Regions from separate parts of the Gossypium hirsutum genome. Here region 1 is linked to region 2. The links are chromatin contacts, called in public Hi-C maps. All regions are on one chromosome and are shown on one strand. The core of a region is the stretch at or near the end of the contact, and the rest is flanking DNA. Distances in the headings are between cores, read along the strand shown. Region 1 holds the start of LOC107916898. Region 2 holds the start of LOC107916572 (proteasome subunit beta type-5).

Region 1 (3,994 bases), core at 382-2,881, 310 kb before region 2:
GAGCTGAATCACGATACAATACTAGAATGACTTCGTGACTAAATAAGTTTATAATTTATAGATGAAAAACTAAAACTTAACTATAAATTATTTTAGCCCTAATTACATATATCCAATTGGTCCTACTTGAATTGCATGTAGAACCAAATGAAAGAAAGTTAATAGAAATAATGAAGTTAGAGAAATGAGTTGAATTCACAAATAAATGTTTTTTCTCACTAAGTATAAAAATAACTTGAAAATTACTTTAAGATTTTTCAATTATTATTTAATTAATTATAATTAAATTATTGAAATTCAAAAGTAAAATTAAATTAACTAATTATCATGAATTCGTTGAATATAGAATTAAATATAATTTCTTGTAGTTTTTTTAAATAAAAAATAAATATTTGATTGATTTAAATTATAAAATGTTAAGTCAAAAGTCAATAAAACATATATAAATAGACTCAATACATTAGAGGCCCAATTCCCCTTATTTTAGATGAGAGAGGGTGGCAACTCTAATCTTTTTATGTAGGGTAAATTATTTACACAAATTATTTACAGATAAGTTTCACAAATTATTATTTTGCTGGAAAGTAATGGAAATTTATTTTTTTAATTAAATTTTATTTATAGAGAATAATAATTTCTATTAATTTTTTGTTTTTGGTTCTGCGTCTTGTTCAAATATTTTTCATTGAATATTTATTGTTATAAATACCATAATCCAACTTAACTGTTAAAATTTTTAAACCATAACTGAAAATTACTTTTTAAACCAAAATTTTCCAACAAGGTGAACCGCCGAACTCCGTCACAACCCTTCCATGTTGGATCTTACCCTCAACGAGGAGCATGATCAGCATACCGTCATAATTGCATGATGGCTTATTACCTCATAAAGACTTACACAGAAGTAGAAATGGATACTTATGTTTTCAGATTGAGAAACCTAGAACTAAACAAAGTTCAACCAACTGGATCAAATTTGAAGAACCTTACAATTGCATACAATGGTGTTGTATTAGCATCATCGTCTGTAATTAGACAGTTAACAAATTCATCGACAAAAGATGCAAGGAAGAGGATCGAAGACTAAATGAGTATCACCTAGACACCTACCTTAGACCAGTCAAATTGATACCACACCGACTTTCCAAGCCAAAAGCTGGACGATCTAATCCATTTTTAATCGCTACAACTCCTTGAGGAAGTGCAGCTTTCTGAAATGTATTTGAAATCCAAAACCTCTGATAAATCCACTTGTTTTGGTTGTCTATTCCTAAGAATTTCAAATCAATAATCAACAAAAAAAATTGGTTTGATTTTAAATTAAAGCTAATTGAATTTGAGATGTAAGCAGAAGTGATCCTTTTTGGTGGATTTCGAATTATCATCGTAATAAAGCTTGTACTTCTTCTCCGCTTTCCAGAAAGCGGTCCGTTCTACATCGCCACCGGCTTTGTCGGATCCGTACATGTTCTCTGGGCAGAAGAGTTAACTCGGAATTAGCCGAAGTAAACCGCCGGCGATACAAGCTTAGGGTTTTAACTGGGTTTCGAAACGGTTTTATTTTACCTGCAAAAAAAAAGGAAGGGAATTTATAAAATTAGGTGTTCCCGGGACTCCTGGAATTTGGTAAGTTGTAGTTTGAGCACTCCATTTTCTTTATTTCCACAAACCGAAAAGACAATTAGCCCCCAGTGACTTCAGTTAATAATGGGGGTAAATAAGTAACTTCACGTGGAAACAAATGGTAACTTGAAATTTGCGGCGCCCGTAAAAACCATTGACACAAAAAAAATCTATTTAAGAAAATAGGAATTAATCTGAAAAAATAAACGAAGTAGCAGAGATGGCGTGCATGACGGTATTACGTTCCGTTCCTGTAACGGAGCCGTGGAGGCCACTTCAAAGAAACGGGAATTCCCATTCTGTCAAAACATTGATGAGCTTTGGAATATCTACGGCGAAGAGAGGATGCCGGGGGGCGGTGGTTAGGGTTCGAAACCTTCACTTCTGGAAACGGACTCAAAAACTGAATTGCTCTGATAATGAAACGTCGCCGTCGTCGACATCCGAGGAGGATGACCTCGAGCAAGGCCCTCCTCAGGAAGCCGTTCTCAAAGCAATTTCAGGTTCCCTTCATCTTCTGATTTAAACTTTATTCTATTTTATTTTATTCCCCGATTTTGTTTGTTCCTTTTTGTTTGGATAAGGATTAGCATACTTGTGTAGCATTTTTTTTTTACTAAAAAATAAAAGAAAATCACAACAAACTGTATCAAAGTCTGAAACTTTGGTGTAAGATAACTTAAACCCTCTTCAAAAAGTAAATAAACTGGTTCGAGTATATTTGTTTAATTATCAGTTTATCAATGGAATTTGTTGCTTCCTTAAATCCTTTCTGTTTAGCTTTTGCATTTCCTTTTATCTTCCATTGTTTTTTTTTACTTGTAAAAGGGTGTAAAGATATTTTTGACATCACTCTTGGTTTTGGAATTCAGAGGTATCAAAGACAGAAGGGAGAGTTGGGCAAACTACAAATGTGGTTATTGGTGGTACAGTAGCCGATGATTCAACTAACGAATGGCTTGCTTTGGATCAGAAGGTATATAGTATGCACTCCTAATATCCGATCCTATCAAGGGTTTTGGATGCTAGTTTCATTGCTTTTAAACTAAATCTGAAGAGATTATATGAAGGGCACAAGCAGCTTGTTAGCCTGAAGATGATCAATGCGTTGAGATTGTTTAAGCTGCTTACTTTTGTTTTATTTTTACTCTTCAGGTCAACTCATACCCTACTGTTAGAGGATTTACAGCAATTGGAACAGGTGGCGATGATTTTGTGCAAGCTATGGTTGTTGCTGTGGAATCTGTAATACAACAGCCGATTCCTGAGGTACCTATAAGGCTATACCAATCTTTATTGCTGAAAGTCAATTGCGGATCAAGATGTCCATTTGTTTATGCATTTGAAAATAGACAGCAGAATAAATTTTGACATGGCATTTTAGTCTATAAGTCGATGTGCCTGCATGTTTTCTGATGGCAAAAACTACCATTTTGTTTCACTCTAGGAATTAGTGGATTCTCAAGAATATCTCTATAGATCTCTTTTGGACTTCAATTTTGTATTGTTTATATAAAAGTCATTTGGTTTGAGCATGCTGGAGCTGCTGCATAGGATCTGGACAATACACGAATTACCTTTCCGCATTGCACATTCATGGATCTGTAGAACAGGTGATTGCCTACCATATAAAATGGAAACCCAGATGTGTATTATATTAGCTAAGTATTACATCAGTCCGATATGACCGAAGAAAGAATTTGGAAATTTTGATATAACATTAAAAGATTAGATAGGAGTTTAGAAGTAATATGGGGTTCTGATAAAATTGGAATTACTGCTACCTTTGGAACTGAGTACCTCAGTCATTTAACATTTGGTTGCTAGTGAGTAACTGTAGCTGCCTGTGTAAGGTTGTAATTGTGGACACACTCTTTTGGAATGTTCTTTTTATATACTGGATAACTCTTTTTCTATCACTGGGCTGCAATTGAGTAATTGGCTTCAGAAAAGAGCTAAGTTATTTAGCATTTGTACAAGTTTGACCCGACACACTTTAAATTTATATCAGGAAAAATAGGTCTGGTTGAGACAAAGATTGAATGTATGTGTTATGTGGGCATTTCTTCTTGGTGAGGAAGAACATGGGTTTAAGTCTATGAACTTATGGTTTGTTGACGCTGTTTCAACCTAGAAAGTTTCATGATGAGGAAATACATTTTTGTGTAACTATTGTCTCTTCAATATTTCTGCAAGTATCAAACTGTTCTACACTGACCTTGGATCTCCTTCTCCAGGAAGGAATTCAAGGGAAGATATGACCAATCATTGATGAATTATTTGAATTCATTTTCTTCTGTCTGCAGAAAGAATTTACTTCTGGAAATGAATTAAGATCAGTCCAAATATAATATGCTCTTTCCATATTTTT
Region 2 (4,416 bases), core at 438-2,937:
AAGCTGAACTCAATTTGAATGCTTCCTACTCAAAAGTTTGCTTTCCTAACTAGGAAAAGGACCTAATATTAGAAATCTACATTCTCTTAGATTAAGAGAGTCCAACTGCATGCATATCAATACCATGAAAACAACTTTGCCTAAGTAGAACATGGAAGGGTTAATCTGTATGTGTGAGTCACATTTGAAGGTGATATTGAAATTAGTTAGCTATTAGTAAGCTATGCTAAATGTCAAATCATTTTTTCTATTCTTTTGTCCTCATATACGTGTTTAAGAAAAAGCAGGACATCTGTAGTTCGATTATAGAGCTAATTCAAAAAGTATATATCTAAAACCTTTGAGATCTCACTTTCTACATTGTACAACCCCATGGTTTATCATCAATGAAAACTGCAAGAGAATGCCAAAATGACCAATAGACTCTTTTTTTTTCTCTACATTTCCTTGCATAGGACCCAATATGCAAAAATATACAGTATATATAACATACAATAACAATCCAACACAAAAAGAGGAGGGAAAAAGTTTCCTGATGCTAATATCCCACTGACAAGAGGGCCACATTTGTTCCATTACCTTGATGCCTAAATTTCTGTGCCAAAACTGGCAGTCAGCAGCTCCTCCAGCCATTGTTCCAAGCATGTAAGGATTGATTTCAATAATTTTCTTCACTGACTGTGAAGCTGCCAAATTTTAGGATAGGAAAAGGAATACTAATCAACAATCACGATTCAATTTCTACCCCAACACAACAAGAAAGAAGAAACAAAAGATTGAAAAATTATAGATTTTTTTTTTTATTACGAGGTTTAATCTACAATTACCACTAATAGACTATTTCCTAACCAACAAATTTCTGAAAAATAAAAACTAATGCAAAATACACACAAAAAGTAAGAGAAACATACAGATATAGCCTCCCATGCTAGCTCTAGAATCAGCGGCAACCATGACACCTTCCTTAAAGATGAAAGCAAGCGTGGTGGTACCCTTAGCAGGTTTTACCATCTGGATAGCTTCTTTTTGAAACCCATCAAACTGCAATACACCGATCACACATAAAGTAAGCCCCAAACATCTCCCTTTACACGGGAAACTAATAATGTTGTACCAAATTAGCAGAAATTTTTAACTCACATCAGTAGTGTTTGGGAGATCGAACGACGGAGCAGCCGAAAACCCATCAACAAGTTCACTGGGAGCACCCGAGACAGGCGCAGCCGATTCTAGTCCGCTGGTGTCAAGCTTCATGATTGGTTCTTTAATTTCTAAAAAAGCGCAAGACTGAATCAGAAAATTTGATGCATTTGATGATAATTCCCCCCCCCCAAAAAAAAACAAAAACCCAAAAAAAAAAACAAATTGAAGAAGAATACCCTAAGTGAAGAAAATAAATGCTTTCAAAATATTAAAACCGCAAAAGCGAAAACAAAACTGAGGTTGAGAAGAGAACCTTTCCGATGATCCAGACAATTAAAAAAAAAAGAGAGGTGAAGTGAGAATAAGATGCAGCAAAGCAAAGGAAACTGAAATATAAGGAGGAAAAAGGGTTGATTTCTACTTTTTCTTCAGTTTTCTTGTGCTACGGGAAACTGGGAAAATCTGCTTGTTTGGGTTGTCTCAGATTGGCCCAAGCTTTGATCCAAAACGGAGATGGGAATATCGACTTTGTAAACCACACAATTATCCAACTGAGTCCACAAAATCTCCTACAGTTATCAAGATCTATGGGCCGAAGAGCTAGTTTTATGAAATGGGCTGAGCCTTGTTTTTGACAACTTCCAATGCCCATTTAAGATTTCACAAAGATTTGTAACCCTCTAGGTTACAACTTTAACGGGGTAATTGCCCACACTGTAAATCACTATTCATATCAATCGTTTAATTTTAATGAAAAATATCAAATTTATATATTAACCTTAGTTCAATATGTAATTTTGATACATAAATTTTTATTTTGTGCAATTATGCATATGAAACTTGATTTGTGGTTCATATGTATACATAAAATTTTGACTTTGATTCAATTGTATACATTTAAAGAAATGATTACATACATTTATTTTCATGTCAAATTAATATAATTATTTGTGTATACAATATATCAACGTAAAATGATATTAATTCATTAATATTTTAATATTTTATAAAAACCTCTCGGTTTGCTATTATGTTCCAATATATTGTCTCGACTGATGTTTCAATAGATATCGAAACTTGGTAGATTAACAAGCGGATTAAAAAATAGTATAACAAAACAATAAAGTGACACGTAATATTTGTTAATGCAATTTGAATAACAATCTTACTCAATAGAGCTAGATTTTAGTAAACAAGGGATCTAGAATCATAAAAGCTAAAGTCCAATCTACCATTATACAGTGAGGTAATTGCAGCCCAACAAAGAACCTCAATTTACAATCATTTAACCCAAACAATCTCACTTGCAAAGAAGGTTTACTCTCCAACAAATGTCTAAAAATAAAGAATGCAATTAACGGTAAGCATCCGATTAAATTGAGTAAACAAATTTCAACTGCATATAAGTTATGGGTTTAGTCATTATACTTTAAATTGATAAGTTTTGTAACACCCTTTACCCAACCCGAATCACTGAGTTCAAATATCGAATGTTACGACATACAAACACTTAGTATAAATGTTTAAACAATTTGCATATGATCTTTTTTCAACATATCTCTTTTTGTATTATTAAATATTTTCTTAATAAAAGAAATAAAGAAGACATCCAAGAATACAACAGACTTTTAAAATAGCGTAAGACATTACAACACAAAAGTTTATTAAAGACAGTCTAATCTTGGCGTACTATGCTATATGCCTTACTTTTAAGATATCCTCTATATGTATAATAACCCAACTCAACGTTTCCTAGTTGGCACATTCCTGGCTTGGCCCCTCCTAGCGTACTTACTCTAGCAGCAAAACCTGAAACAAGAACAAACACTTTGTAAGTTCACGCGAACTTAGTGAGTGAGTTGTTAGCACAGAATACCTTAGAACCTTTTTAGTTGAATTCCTCATCTTGCAAATTATGGATCACATCTCTATCTTTGGCAGTACTTTCATAATACCTGATATATACCTATGTGCCAGCTACCATACTTCACGTACCAACTCTCACTTCACTTTTTGACTAACTCTAGATCTTACTAGAGAATACATATCTTATTCTTTCATAATACAACAAAGATATCTCTCAGAAGTACAGCAAAACCTGAAACAAGAACAAACACTTTGTAAGTTCACGCGAACTTAGTGAGTGAGTTGTTAGCACAGAATACCTTAGAACCTTTTTAGTTGAATTCCTCATCTTGCAAATTATGGATCACATCTCTATCTTTGGCAGTACTTTCATAATACCTGATATATATACCTATGTGCCAGCTACCATACTTAACGTACCAATTCTCACTTCACTTTTTGACTAACTCTAGATCTTACTAGACAATACACATCTTATTCTTTCATAGTACAGCAAAGATATCTCTCAGAAGTATATCTATACAAAACCTACCATTGATGAAATCCCTTCAACTAAACATAAAATACTTTTCTCCAGAATGGACACTCACAAAAACTGCTCTTGATCGATAGAAAAACTAATACATCTCTTAAGTTGAACTCCATACTGATCTTCTGGCTGATTCTCATACTGATTCGGGTAGTTATTAGATTACCAATCAAATCATATCTTGAATCAACCCCAAATCATAACTTTTGTTGATAATCAGACTAATAAACCATAATTTATACATATTTTTATCCCATGCTTAGCCCATTTATGAATGGTCTCTCCTTAGATTTGGTGAATTCGATGCTCCTAATCCTTTAATTTCATGTTTTATACTTAGGAGAGCATAGGAGAGTCAAAAAAGTGAGCAACGGGCCAAAAACGGAGAAAATGGACCCATGTGGAAAATTAACACGGCCTGGACTTCCTCATACGGGCATGTCACACGGTCGTGTCCATTTGGTAGGATTGAAGCACGACTTACATGGGTAGACTACACGCCTGTGCCTATTCAATAGCCTTGACCACGGGCTGGAGCAATCACACACGGGCGTGTCACACGGGTGTGTCCCTACCGAGCCCAAGTATAGTCCTATTCGGAAAAGGCTAATTTTTAGGGCTCTTAGGCATCCAAAAGCCTATTTGAACACCTAATGAGGCACTTAAGAGGGGGACGCAGAGTAGGAAGCAAGGAATTATTCAAAGAAAGCCGATTGATCCATCTCAGAAGCCAGATTCATTATCAAGACTGAAGATCTCCCTTCAAGTTCCTTCAGGAGTTTTGGGTTTTCTTATGTTTTGTTATCTTTATGCTTTTGAGATGTTTTCTTTCATAAGTATGAATTAAACCCCCTAAATACCTAAGGGGAATGAAACCT

The links. Hi-C and Micro-C count contacts between places; a contact is called where the count stands out from the background.
Region 1: a Hi-C map of leaf shows a contact between it and region 2, with 5 times the contacts expected there. The contact joins the promoter of LOC107916898 here to the promoter of LOC107916572 in region 2. A contact is called at or near these places in 7 of 34 Hi-C or Micro-C datasets (callus, hypocotyl and leaf).

Annotation. Positions count from the first base shown.
Region 1 is chrA01:102,810,537-102,814,530 of Gossypium_hirsutum_v2.1, reverse strand. It overlaps LOC107916898, which reads left to right and starts at 1,631. Exons shown (of 5, transcript XM_016846268.2): 1 at 1,631-2,126; 2 at 2,496-2,599; 3 at 2,779-2,892. The coding sequence starts at 1,844.
Region 2 is chrA01:102,502,039-102,506,454 of Gossypium_hirsutum_v2.1, reverse strand. LOC107916572 (proteasome subunit beta type-5) reads right to left here and starts at 1,687. Exons shown (of 8, transcript XM_016845849.2): 1 at 1,457-1,687; 2 at 1,141-1,271; 3 at 912-1,041; 4 at 580-686. The coding sequence starts at 1,254.